Linked DNA regions of Mus musculus: regions 1 and 2 are each linked to region 3. A link is a contact called in public Hi-C and HiChIP or PLAC-seq data. All regions are on one chromosome and are shown on one strand. Each heading gives the region's core, a stretch centred on a gene start, on an enhancer-like site or on the middle of the called end of the contact. The rest is flanking DNA. Distances are from core to core; before and after follow the strand shown.

Region 1 (3,992 bases), core at 1,284-3,783, 420 kb after region 3:
AAAATATTACAAAGATGTGTCTTCCAACAATTTGCAAACCTACATTTTAACAATTATGGAAGGTGCCATTCTACTTGAATTTGCTGACATGGTAGTTGGTGGTCCTGGATGTGTGAGATCCAGGCTAAAGCTGCTGAGAGAGAGCACAGCCTATGGAAACTGAAGGAGTGAAGAATGGAATAATCATTTATATCATTCTGGGTCATAGTCAGTGGAAAACAAGAGTTGCCATGTCAAAAAGGCACCACAAGGATACCATGAGTTCACTCAGTGATGTTTTTGTAAAGTTGACTTCATGCAAGCTTTTGTACCTGGGGCCACAGAGGACACAGGCATGGTGCTGAAGGCTGGCATGGAAACTAAGAGTTTCAGTGGTACTTTAAACAGTATCACATGGTCATGTGTGGCTATGGCTCAGCAAACACAAGCCGTGACACTTCAGAAAAGAATAATATGATTCTGGGCTCTGTGAAGTCAGGGAGCATGGAACCAGGGAACGTGAACCTGGAGCAAGAGTGGGGTCAAGGTGTGGCAAACCCCAGAAATCTCATCCTGAGACTGGCAGGGTAGATTGCTACCCACACTCCAACCCCACTCCCTCCTAGCTCAGTAGACAGGTTAAAAACTCCCTTCCCCCTTATAAAGTCAAGTCCAGAGGCATCTGGAATTCTTCCTTGTGCCGAGGAGGCATCCCCAGCACCCTGGCCCCTGTCAGTGATGTACACTCACCCTTACCTCCTTCTGACCCCGAAAGGTATACTTAGGCTCTGTTCCCCCAATTAAAGTGACCTGTCTCACTCAGCTGCCTCTGGAGAGTTCATTCACAGCTGCTTGAGGCCACTCAACCCCAGGCCACTCTTCCTGCTTCCCCACTCAGGACCCACTGGTTGTGATCACAGCCCTGTGGGTGGGGAGGCAGGGCCTGAATGGCAGAGCTACACAATAGGATTGTTTTATAAAACCATGATAATTGTTTTATAAATGATAAATGATAAAATTTTATAAATGAAAATTGTAATAATCAGAGGGTGCAGAAACCACCAAAAGTACCTAGGCGGTGGTGGCACACGCCTTTAATCCCAGCACTTGGGAGGCAGAGGCAGGCGGATTTCTGAGTTCGAGGCCAGCCTTGTGTACAAAGTGAGTCCCAGGAGAGCCAGGGCAATACAGAGAAACCCTGCCTCGTAAAAAACACAAAACAACAACAAAAAAGAAACCACCAGAAGAGGCAAGGAAGCACACATGTGTTCAGGGGCTATGGAGAAAGACACATGTTGGCGAACAATGGCAGAGAGGCTGAAAAGACATCCAGTAGCATACACAAACTGGAACTTTCACCTCATTCCAAACGCTTGGGCTTGTTTGTTTTGTTTTGTTTTGTTTTGTTTTGTTTTGTTTTGTTTTGTTTTGTTTTGTTTTGTTTGAACAAGACAGTGGTCTGCTTGCAGCAGATAGACATGAGCACCAATCCTGCTGTATGTGATCTTGGCTAGTCACTTACCTTACTCACTTTAACTCTCCAATCTCTGATTAATCATCTCTTTTTCAGAAGTCTGTTATCAAACTTAAATGAGATTGGGTTATGAGACTCTTGCTCATTTAGATAACATTTATTGGCCTTCCACCGTGTAAGTCCCTGACAGTGAACTTTGTCCTTTAGAAAGATAGAAATTAATGTTCTGCCTTCAAGGAACCCACAAACCAAGGACTGGTGCTTTATACAGTTAGTAAACAAAATGTCAACTCGGCATATGTGAGCTCGGGGCTAGAGGCACTCAGCAACTCACATCCAGGAAGAGGGTGATAAAGAAAGATTACCTCAGAGGTTATGGCCACTGAAACACCAGAAAGGAAACTTTAAAGGTTAGTAGTGTAACTCATTTCCCAATAGTCTGGCTATTGGCAGAAACAAATCTTTGTGGTTTTGGTAAGCGTGGTTACTTTGCATTTGTATAGTGGATTGATTTTGTTTATTTCAAACTCAGAAAAATAGAGATGGGCTAAGGCACAGTACTCTGATTCTCAGCAGACCAAAGGGATGAAAAAGAGAGTCAATCTGCAAAATCACAATCCACAAGAGCAGTAGAAGAGGCAAGCTGGCTAGTTCCCTGAGATGTGGCATGTTATACGGAAAGAGATTAAGATGAGGTAGCACATCTGGGTCCGCCATTATTCCAGACCTTCCTCAGACAGTTGCTGGCTCTCTTTGTTTTCTCCCCTGCAAAGGAGCCATAGCTCTGCCTTGTCTTTGGAGGACTACATCTTTGTCCATTCCCCCTGTGTTCTACCAAGCTTGGTCCACTCAGTTTCACATCCAGAGTTGGATATAATTCAGGCTCAGCCGGTTACAGCCTCACATGGGCTCTTGTTACTGGTCAGAGCTGGAAGCACGAGCCAATCAGAATCAGTGAGAGTCACTGAGCCTGTAAGACAAACATGGCTGCTACTTTTTGAACATAGCCTTCTTCCACTGTGTGAAGTCATGTGACACCCCAGACTAAAGTCTAGACATAATGGAGGACAGGGATCCTCACATGAGATTGCCTCTTGCTTAATCCTTCGTGTTTCTGAACCCTGTGCCTTGGTGAAGTAATGGCCCTCTTCCTGATAACATGAAGCAATACTTTGTTTCTCCTCCTCTTCCTCTTTCTCTTCCTCCTCCTGTTCTTTGCTTAAGCTAGACTTTTTGGGGAAAATGGGAATCAAGTTTAATCAAGAGTTTTAAATGGTTTTCGATCTTGTGACCCACAAAACAATGTTAATGACTGAATATTGAGGCGCGGTCATCAAGCTCAGTGAAGGGGTACATTAGTTTTACAGAATTTTTTTTCTTGATCTTTTCCAAGCATGTTCAAATATCCTCTACATTACAGTTTCCTGCCTTGTGGTTTGGTACCACGTAAGAAGCCATGCTACAAGCTCCTGCAACTTCACCTTCCCTGTGAGGGAAAAAAAATGAAGCTTTGCTCTCTTAAGTTGCTTCCTTCAGGCATTTTATCAGAAATCTGGCACCGAAAAGTGGTGCTAATGTTGTGGGAAACCCGACCAACTGTGTTCTCAAAAAGAAAGAAGAAAGAAAAACTGTGGTTCCGTGATGTAATAGAATGTTTGTCATCACAGCAAATCTCTATTAGTACGAGATATGGTAATTTCCCAGAAAATTCTGAATACCTAAAATGACAATGACTAGAACTAAACTATAATAACCACGAGAGCCAGAGCACTGAGGCATCTTCACTGTTGCCTTGTGGTTTCAGGCCCTGTCTCTCTGGGAGAGCCACTCAGGAAACTTCTGTTGGAAGGTAGTTTTGCTTTTGGTTTCTATGTGGAATACTGCCATCTTCCCACCCACCCCCCCTTTTCTCATCAAAATTCTCCCACTGATCACACAGTTTTAGAAGTCCACAGGAAGCTCAGCAAACCATGTCTGAAAATGAGTCACTGTCCCTTGTGCAAGGGGAGCCACACATCTTCTTGGCCCATGTCCTGCACATTCTGGAGCAAAGGTCTACAGGGATGAGATGCAATTAAGTAACAACCCACTATTTCTAAAAGGCAGAATTCATATGTGACCCATCCTACAAAGAAATCCCTTTAGAAAGGATTATGAAAATGTAATTTCTAAAACAGAAGTAGTAGTAGAAATCAGTCTTGCTTTTGAGACTACTCCACATCTCTGTTCTTCAGTTGCTGCTGTATACTTTAGTTCAGCTCTACCTCCTGCAGAGACAACTTTTCTATTCCCCCTTTTTCATTTCTTTTCTTCTCTCCTTTCCTTCCTTCTCCTCCCCCCTTTTTCTAAAACAAAACAAGAAGCAATCTGTCCATGCTTTGTACTTCTCCAAATAGCATCCCAGCTCACTATAATTAGCCTCCAGTTCCATGACTCCTCAGTGAACTTGTCTGGCTTGGATATAGTGTGGCTCATTTTGATAAATCTAATCAACAGCACATCTTATTTGCCAGAGCTGACAGCTCATAGTTTCCTCAAA
Region 2 (3,520 bases), core at 47-2,546, 440 kb after region 3:
GGGAGAGTAGTAGTAATAATGTGATAAATTATAAAATAAAGAATAGTAGTAATAAAACCCAACACATTGGAATAGAACAAAACAAACAGAAAGAAAAGAGCCCAAGAGAGGGCACAGGATACAGAGACCTGCTCATTCTCACACTCAGGAAGCCATATGTATGCAGAGGGCCTGGTATAGACCTGTGCAGGCCCTGTGTGCTGTGTCCATCTCTGGGAATTCATATGAGCTCTGATGATGTTGATTTAGAGGGCCTAGTTTTCTTGGGTGGGGTATGCTAATTCATAGCCCTAGTTTTGGTTCTGAGAGGTACGTGAACTGCTCAGCACACTCTGCTAACAGGGCCAGCGCTATCCAGCTGTCCAGGTAAGGTACAGGGCCTACTCTCCCAAGTGTTGTAGCTGGTGAGAGGGAGGGACATGGCCAGTTCTCCCACTCTGATGATCCTGGAGTCAGCTCTCCTGCCTCCTGTAGATGGTGTGGGACGAGGAAGGGGAGGGAGGTGTGTCTACCTCCTCTCCCCTGCCCAGCAGACAAGTGGGAGGAGGGCTCTCTGGCCCTCATGCCCTCAGGGCCAGCACTACTCTGCTGCTTAGGTGAAGTACAGGGCCTTTTCTCCTGAGTGCTGCAGTAGGTGAGGGGCCAGGCTAATTCTACTGCTCTGATGACTTGGGCAGGCTCTCCTGCTTGTCATTGGTGGTGATAAGGGGTGAGGAAGTGGATCCCCCCCCCCCCCCTCTCTTCATCACATGGCAGACAAGTTGTGAGGCCAATTGTTCCATGTTCACACCCTTGGGGCTGGCCCACGAGCACTCCTGCCATCAGGGTCAGCTTTACTGTGCTGCCCAGGTAATGTGCAGGGCCTGCTCTCCAGACTGCTGCAGTAGGTGAGAGGAAGGGCCAGCTCTCCTGCTCTCATGATTCCACTGGGGCCAGTTCTCCCACCTGCCTACCACTGCTGGTGGGAAGAACAAAAAGGAATGGAGGGGGGTTGCTTCCTTGCCCATGCCACTACATAGCAGCCAAGAGGCAAGGCTGGCTCTCCTACTCTCTTTAGTTCTCAGGGTTAGCTCATCTACAACGCCCACATCCAGGGCCAGCTGTACTGTGCTGCCCAGGTGCAGGGCCTGCTCTCCTGATTGTTGCAGTAGTTGAGGGCCAGCTTTCCTGTTCTGATGCCCTTGGCTAGCTCTTGCCTTCTGTAGGTGGCAAAGTGAGGTGGGATGGGAGTGCTCTCTTTCATGCCTATGTTACCCATGGAAGACAAGGGCAGGATCAGCTCTCCCATGCTTATGCCCTTGGGGTCCATACCCTATGGGCTGGCTCCCCTGTGCCTTCACCACCAAGGTCAGCTCTACTGTGCTGCCTAGGTGCAGGGTCTAATCCCCCAAATGCTGTAGCTGGTGAGGGACAGGGTCAGCTCTCTGCTCTCATGACCCCAGGGCCAGGTCTCCCACCTGCTGCAGGTGGTGAGTGGTGTGTATGGGGTGTTTCTCCCTCATCCATGCTACTGTATGGGAGATGAGTAGTAGGGCCAGTTCTCCCAACTCTCACATCCCTGGGATCTGGCTCTCCTGCAAGTCCTGCAGTCTGTAGGGCCCATTCTTCTGAGTACTGCAGCTGGCTAGGGGTGGGGTTCGCTTTCCCATAATGTCCAGGTGAGGGGTGGGGCCATTTCTGCACAGCTCTCAGACATGAACATGTCCTTAGGTGGCAGCCCAGACCAGGGACATTCATCTGGCCTGTGGTGGTTAACAGACCTCTGGTGTTGCAGGGCCACAGACCCAAACATGGCCCCAGGTGACAGCACAGGCCAGGACCTCACCATGGTCCCAGGTAGAATCACTAGCTACATACATCAGGCTGTTCCTCACTACCCTTGAGTCTCCAGTTCTGCCTCTCTTCATTGTACCCACATCCTTTGTTTCTCTTTCATGTCTCTATTCTTTGTTTCTCTTAGTGGTGCCTGGGGTCTCTGAGAGTCTGGCATCATCTCAGGAGTGTTCTCAGGAGTGCTATGCTGCCACTAGTGCATTATGGTGCTGGGCAGGGGTCCTCTTGGGCATGATCTGCCTCCTGAGGCTTTCGTGGTACCCAGCTGGTGGTTATCTTAGGCTAGCTCCCTGTCCAGGCCCCGTGATGCCCCATTTGGTGTGTTCCTTGCTCAGTACACCAGAGTGGTTCCATGCTAGTATCCTTACCTCAGGCTCTCTCCTTTGGGGTCCTTAGTCCCAGGTGAGGTTCTTCTAATCTCTGGCTTGCTCCCAGTGTTGGGAGCTGTTGGGCCTTCGTGGTGCTGTGCTGGTGGTCCTTTCAGACTACTCCCTGACTGAATCTTCTGATGCTGGACTGGTGGTTCTCTCAGGCTCGCTGTTTTCAGGGAATGTTAGGAAATGATGAACATCATCCAGATGTTCCTAAGTCAGAACACTGAGATTAGACATCGCCTTTCTCTCCTCTCTGCCACCCACTGACTCACATGGAACACAGTACCCACACCTGCAGCACTTTTAAGAGCAGGTTCAGAACACATTTCTTGTTGAAAGTAGTAGAATGTTTGCTTATCGAAGCTTTTTGGAGTGGAGTGATTTCTTCTTTGCTAAGAAGAATACAATATCCAGGTGGTGGTGGTGTACACCTTTTATCCCAGGAGTTGGGAGGCAGAGGCAGGCAGATCTTTGTGAATTAGAGGACATCCTGGTCCACAGAGTGAGTTCTAGAACAGCTAACACTACACAGAGAGACTCTGTCTTGAAAAATAAAAAATACATACATCACACTGATGCAAATGTGCACTACATTACTCTTAAGGAAGAGTCTAGTCTAGTCTTAATTCTTTCATAGGAATTATTCCTGTCACTTAACAGAACATGCATATAACCAGGAATGGTGGTCCATGCTTGTGTTCCAGGTGCTAGGGAGTTTAAGACAGGCAGATTGCAAGTTTATGTAAGCTTAGGTTAAAAGTGTTCATGGCTAACTTGGGCTACTTAGTAAGACTGTCTAGAAAAACCAACTTAAAAAAAAAGACATAAATAATAGTTGTGAGAGTAAATTTACTTTTTAATTGGAGAGACTGTGGTGTAGAAGCAGAAGCATGGACTTTAATCAGAAAGTCGGAATTCAAATCCCATAGCTCTCATTACTTACCTAAATAGTTTGAAACCAAGTTACATTTGAACCTATTTTTTTACTATATAATGGAAATGATTTGAATATCAACAAAATTATCTCAATGGAGCCAATCAATTATGAACTACAGTATTTAGTAAAATATTGATGGTGTAATTTTTTTTTTCTTACTATTTTTATTTTGCTTCCTTTCATGGCATCCTTGCTTTATTCATTAATAATATATATCTCATTTTTTACATAAAACTTTAGAAACCCTTAGATCCATTTGTGGGAGTGAAGCAATCTAGTTCTTGTCCTCATTCTGTCTGACCTCTGTCCTAACTCTCCCCAAGGTAAGAACATGTGAAACAGGAGGAGGATGTGAAGCAACTACCTCTTCTAGGCC
Region 3 (3,922 bases), core at 292-2,791:
TCGTGGTCATGATGTTTTGTCCAGGAATAGAAACCCTGACTAAGACAACTTGTGACATACAATTACTGAATTTTCAAAGATAGCACAATTTATACAATACTTATCTATCTATCTATCTATCTATCTATCTATCTATCTATCTATCTATCTGAGACAGGTATGTAGCTCCAGTTGGCCTCAAGTTTATGATCCTTGGCACCCTAGTGCTAGGACTACAATTGTGAGCAAGGCCATCATGCTTTGTGGCTAGTCCTGCTTTTCATTAACAGCGATAGGACAGTGGAGGGTGGGGTATTGGTTGTCAGATTTTCACAGTCTCTCATCTCTTTCCATTATTTTGCTTATTGTACAATTTTATGTAATACTACCTGCCCATATTTGTATCATTTACCTTTTGATCTGTAAACTTGTGGAGAGCTTTTGGTGCTGCTTATAGAAATTTAGCAAGTACTTGTCACTGGGATCGAGGAGGAAGTAGGATTAGATAAGAGTATTTGCATTTGGGCTAATGCAAGGATCAAGGTAAACACTGCTGGCTATTTGGGCTGTATGGCCTTGAATGGAGGAAGTATACCACTGTTGGTGGGCTTTTCAGGCTTCAGCCAATCCCAGCCGGCTCTCTGATTCCCGTTTGTGGTTTGAGACGTGAGCTCTCAGCTGCTGCACTGCTACCTCCATTCTGCCATCTTGGACCCTAACCCTTTGGAACTGTCAGCCTAGTGAAACTCTTCTTTGATAACTTGCCTTAGTGTTTTACCATAGCAATAGAACAGAAACTGATACCAAGAGAAAGGGATTAAAGTCCAGGAAGTTCTTTACAGGAACTTTGTTTTTATTGTCTTAGAACAATAAAATTCAGCAGTGGGCTGGAGAGATGTCTCAGAGGTTAGGAGCACTGACTGCTCTTCCAGAGGTGCTGAGTTTGATTCCCAGAAACCACATGGTAGCTCACAACTATCTGTAATGGGATCCGATGCCCTCTTTTGCTGTGTCTGACAGCTACAGTGTAGTCATATAAATAAATCTTTAAAAAGAAAAAAAGTTCAGCAGTGTTACAGAATGCCCGAAAGGTCCTGTGACGCTCAGGATTGTTTAGTACCCCGGAGCTTTTTGGCCATCTAATATTACTGAATCAGTGAGCTTTGGGTTCAGTGTGCCACCCTGTCTAAACAAACAAACAAGCAAGCAAACAAGCAAACAAGCAAACAAACAAATAAACAAACAAAAAACAAAGGTGGAGAACGATAGAGGAGAACATGTCTGGCTTCCATATGCTGGACACATGTGCATATGTACCCACCTATACATACACACAAATGAATACACATATGAACATGTACACACGCGCACAACACACATACACATTAACAAAAAAAAAAAAAAAACCCCAAAAACCAAAAAACAGGCCATGGTCTGGATTTGCCTCTAGGCTGTTACTTACCAATCCCCATATTTTTGGTTAAATGCTACCAGGATAGAGGCAATTAAAACAGAAACCAAGGAAGTGGTCTATGAACCGATGTCAAGGGTTACTACATAGGTCCTAACCCCACCCTACTTCCTCTTCCACATGTCAGTAGACTAATTTACTGGCTTTTCTATGCTTAGGTGGTACCATGGGCCAAGTCTTCAGAGTGGAAGATGGGCAGGTCTGGCCCCTTAGAAACTCGCTGAAAGGTCTTCAGTGTTTTCACATGCTCAATGTTTATCTGATGGCGGGGGTGGGGGGGTGGGGGGGAGGGAAATGATTGTCAGCTTTGTTAAGATCTAGGTTGGCTGGGGAAAGGGGGCCCTGGCCTGCCTGTGGAGAATTAGGTTAAGTGAGGTGGGAAAACCTACTTACTGTAGGTTATTTACCAGGGCTCAGATCCTGGTAAAATAAAAAATGAAGTGGGGCTAAGGGATGGATGGCTTGGTAGTTAAAAACACTGGCTGTTCTCAACGAGGACCTGGGTTCAGTTCCTATCTTTTTTTTTTTTTTTTAAGATTTGCTTGTTTGTTTGTTTAATATATCTGGGTACACTGTACCTGTACAGATGGTTCTGAGCCTTCATGTGATTGTTGGGGGTTGGATTTTAGGACCTCTGCTCGCTTCGGTCAACTTCATTCACTCAGTTCCTGCTTGCTCTTGCCCAAATATTTATTATTATAAGTTAGTACACTGTAGCTGACTTCAGACATAAGAGGGCAGAAGGGGGCATCAAATCTCACTACCAGTGGTTGTGAGTCACCATGTATTTGCTGGGATTTGAACTCAGGACCTTCGGAAGAGCAGTCAGTGCCCTTACCCGCTGAGCCATCTTGTCAGCCCTCAGTTCCTGTCTTAATTCCAGGGGAATCTAACTTCTGACTTCTAACCTCAGAGGCACAGGTACTCACACGATGCGTAGACAGCACATGCAGTCTAAATGCCCAGACACTGAAATAAGCAAGCAAGCATAAGACAGACATGTGGGCTGAGCATGAGCATCCGTTACTCTCTGCTTTTTGGCTGCAGATACAGAGGACACTGGGAGATGAACCTAGGTTCCTTGAAGAGCAGTCAGCGCGTTTAACTGCCGAGTCGCATCCCTAGCCCCTATGATGCCTCTTCCAGCATGGCTTTCTGCTGCCTGCATGGCTTGGGTCCTGGAATCCTGATTAGGGGCAGAGAGGGAATGGAGAAAGGACAGACATACAGACACATGCACAAGGAAGCTGGGGTCCTGTGGGTGTGTGAGGTCTGATAGAGCTACACCTATTAATGTTGGCAACCGGAATATGCAGGGGAGGGCTTAGCCAGGCTCTGTAGAGGGTCTCTGTGAGCTAGTAGTCTCAAGTCTTAATGGCCTTGCCAGTTTCCATGGGTTCAAGGCCTTGGAGTTCCCATGTCAACAATACACATCCACTTGGATCTTCCTCAGCTCCCTACAATGGCTGCAGAGCTGCCTGTTTCTGCCAGAGATGACAGAGAGTTTCACGTTTCAAAAGTATGACTGTGTTTTTAAAACATCTCTTCTGTTGTAGCAAATAGATCTACAGAGTTTGTCAGTTCTTGTCCAGGTGAACCTCTGCCCTGGCATCTTAGCCGCCAGGGTTGTTGGTAGGTACATGGAAGGCTTGTGTGTATGTGTGTGTGGGGTGTTGATCTGAGATGCCTTCTCAGAGCTACAAGCTGCCCTTTGTAGTTCAGATAAGGACCAAGAGAAAGGAATCTTCTCGGCCCTCACAGTATTATTTGATAACCAGAATACTTTTTTACACCACCATACTTCCACTCCCCACCCCACCCCCCCACTTGAGGTCAAGGGCCTTCAGACACAATGGCTGCACCAAGGAGAGTGCAGTGCAGATCTGAAGCCACAGAGAGTGACTGCCTGGCTTTTTCCTAGTAGAGAAGGAGGTGGGTCTGCATCCTGCTTGGTCCAACGCCCTGGATGACCAGGTTTTCTGTGGACAAGAACCATTGTTGTGCTTGGTGACCGAGCTTGCATCTTGCAGCCCATTCACCATGATCCAAATCCAGGCTGCTTCTTTTATAGAAAATGCCACAGAAAGTAGTCACAGCATGTGTGAATTGCCCTAGTTCCCAAAGTATGGAGCCCACAGTATGTATGGATGTGTTTAATGCGCATGGGAGTTTTGTCTGCACATATCTCTGTACATTATGTATGTGCTTGGTGACTACTGAGGCTGGAAGAGGACAAGGGCTCCCTGGAACTGGCATGATAGACTGTGGTGAGTCACCATGTGGGTGCTTGGAGTTGAACCCAGGTCCTTTGGAAGAGCAGCCAGTGCTCCTATCCACTGAGACATCCCCCAAGTCCCAAGACTGACAGTTTGAAACTGAGCATCAGTTCCCTAACCAGGCCTTTCCACTGCTCTGGGATGAATAGCCTTGCCCTTCTCACGCCAGCTTACTCCACCACCCCCAGAATCACAT

Evidence for each region. A called contact is a pair of places that touch in the nucleus more often than the background predicts. HiChIP or PLAC-seq counts read pairs in DNA pulled down with a chosen protein or histone mark.
Region 1: a contact with region 3 is called in a BATF HiChIP or PLAC-seq map of CD8 T cells, with 6 read pairs. The contact joins two enhancer-like sites. A contact is called at or near these places in 2 of 39 promoter capture datasets (embryonic stem cells and pre-B cells), 2 of 15 datasets of contacts at CTCF or cohesin (the NIH/3T3 cell line and large pre-B cells), 2 of 484 Hi-C or Micro-C datasets (bone marrow-derived macrophages and epidermal suprabasal cells), 18 of 115 datasets of contacts at active chromatin or transcription factors (CD8 T cells, the NIH/3T3 cell line, bone marrow-derived macrophages and 11 more) and 2 of 9 other capture datasets (embryonic stem cells and liver).
Region 2: a contact with region 3 is called in a Hi-C map of CD8 T cells, with 1.8 times the contacts expected there. The contact joins two enhancer-like sites. A contact is called at or near these places in 2 of 39 promoter capture datasets (cranial neural crest and embryonic stem cells), 3 of 15 datasets of contacts at CTCF or cohesin (the NIH/3T3 cell line, large pre-B cells and pro-B cells), 5 of 484 Hi-C or Micro-C datasets (CD4 T cells, CD8 T cells, epidermal suprabasal cells and 2 more), 20 of 115 datasets of contacts at active chromatin or transcription factors (the NIH/3T3 cell line, acute myeloid leukemia, bone marrow-derived macrophages and 12 more) and 2 of 9 other capture datasets (embryonic stem cells and liver).

What each region holds. Positions count from the first base shown.
Region 1 is chr11:21,221,223-21,225,214 of GRCm38.p6, forward strand. No RefSeq gene overlaps it. Among named protein-coding and RNA genes, the nearest start is that of Vps54, 16 kb to the right of the region's middle. Within about 2 kb of position 2,534, at least 104 of the 459 cell types and tissues checked have an H3K27ac peak or open chromatin away from gene starts, as enhancers often do. A contact at or near this core is called in CD8 T cells, where this site is marked.
Region 2 is chr11:21,247,040-21,250,559 of GRCm38.p6, forward strand. All of the region lies in intron 1 of Vps54 (VPS54 GARP complex subunit), which reads left to right. It also overlaps the pseudogene Gm23582. Among named protein-coding and RNA genes, the nearest start is that of Vps54, 9.8 kb to the left of the region's middle. Within about 2 kb of position 1,297, at least 48 of the 459 cell types and tissues checked have an H3K27ac peak or open chromatin away from gene starts, as enhancers often do. A contact at or near this core is called in CD8 T cells, where this site is marked.
Region 3 is chr11:20,805,325-20,809,246 of GRCm38.p6, forward strand. The region is part of intron 1 of Gm32213 (a long non-coding RNA gene); the gene reads left to right. Among named protein-coding and RNA genes, the nearest start is that of Gm32213, 13 kb to the left of the region's middle. Within about 2 kb of position 1,542, at least 30 of the 459 cell types and tissues checked have an H3K27ac peak or open chromatin away from gene starts, as enhancers often do. A contact at or near this core is called in CD8 T cells, where this site is marked.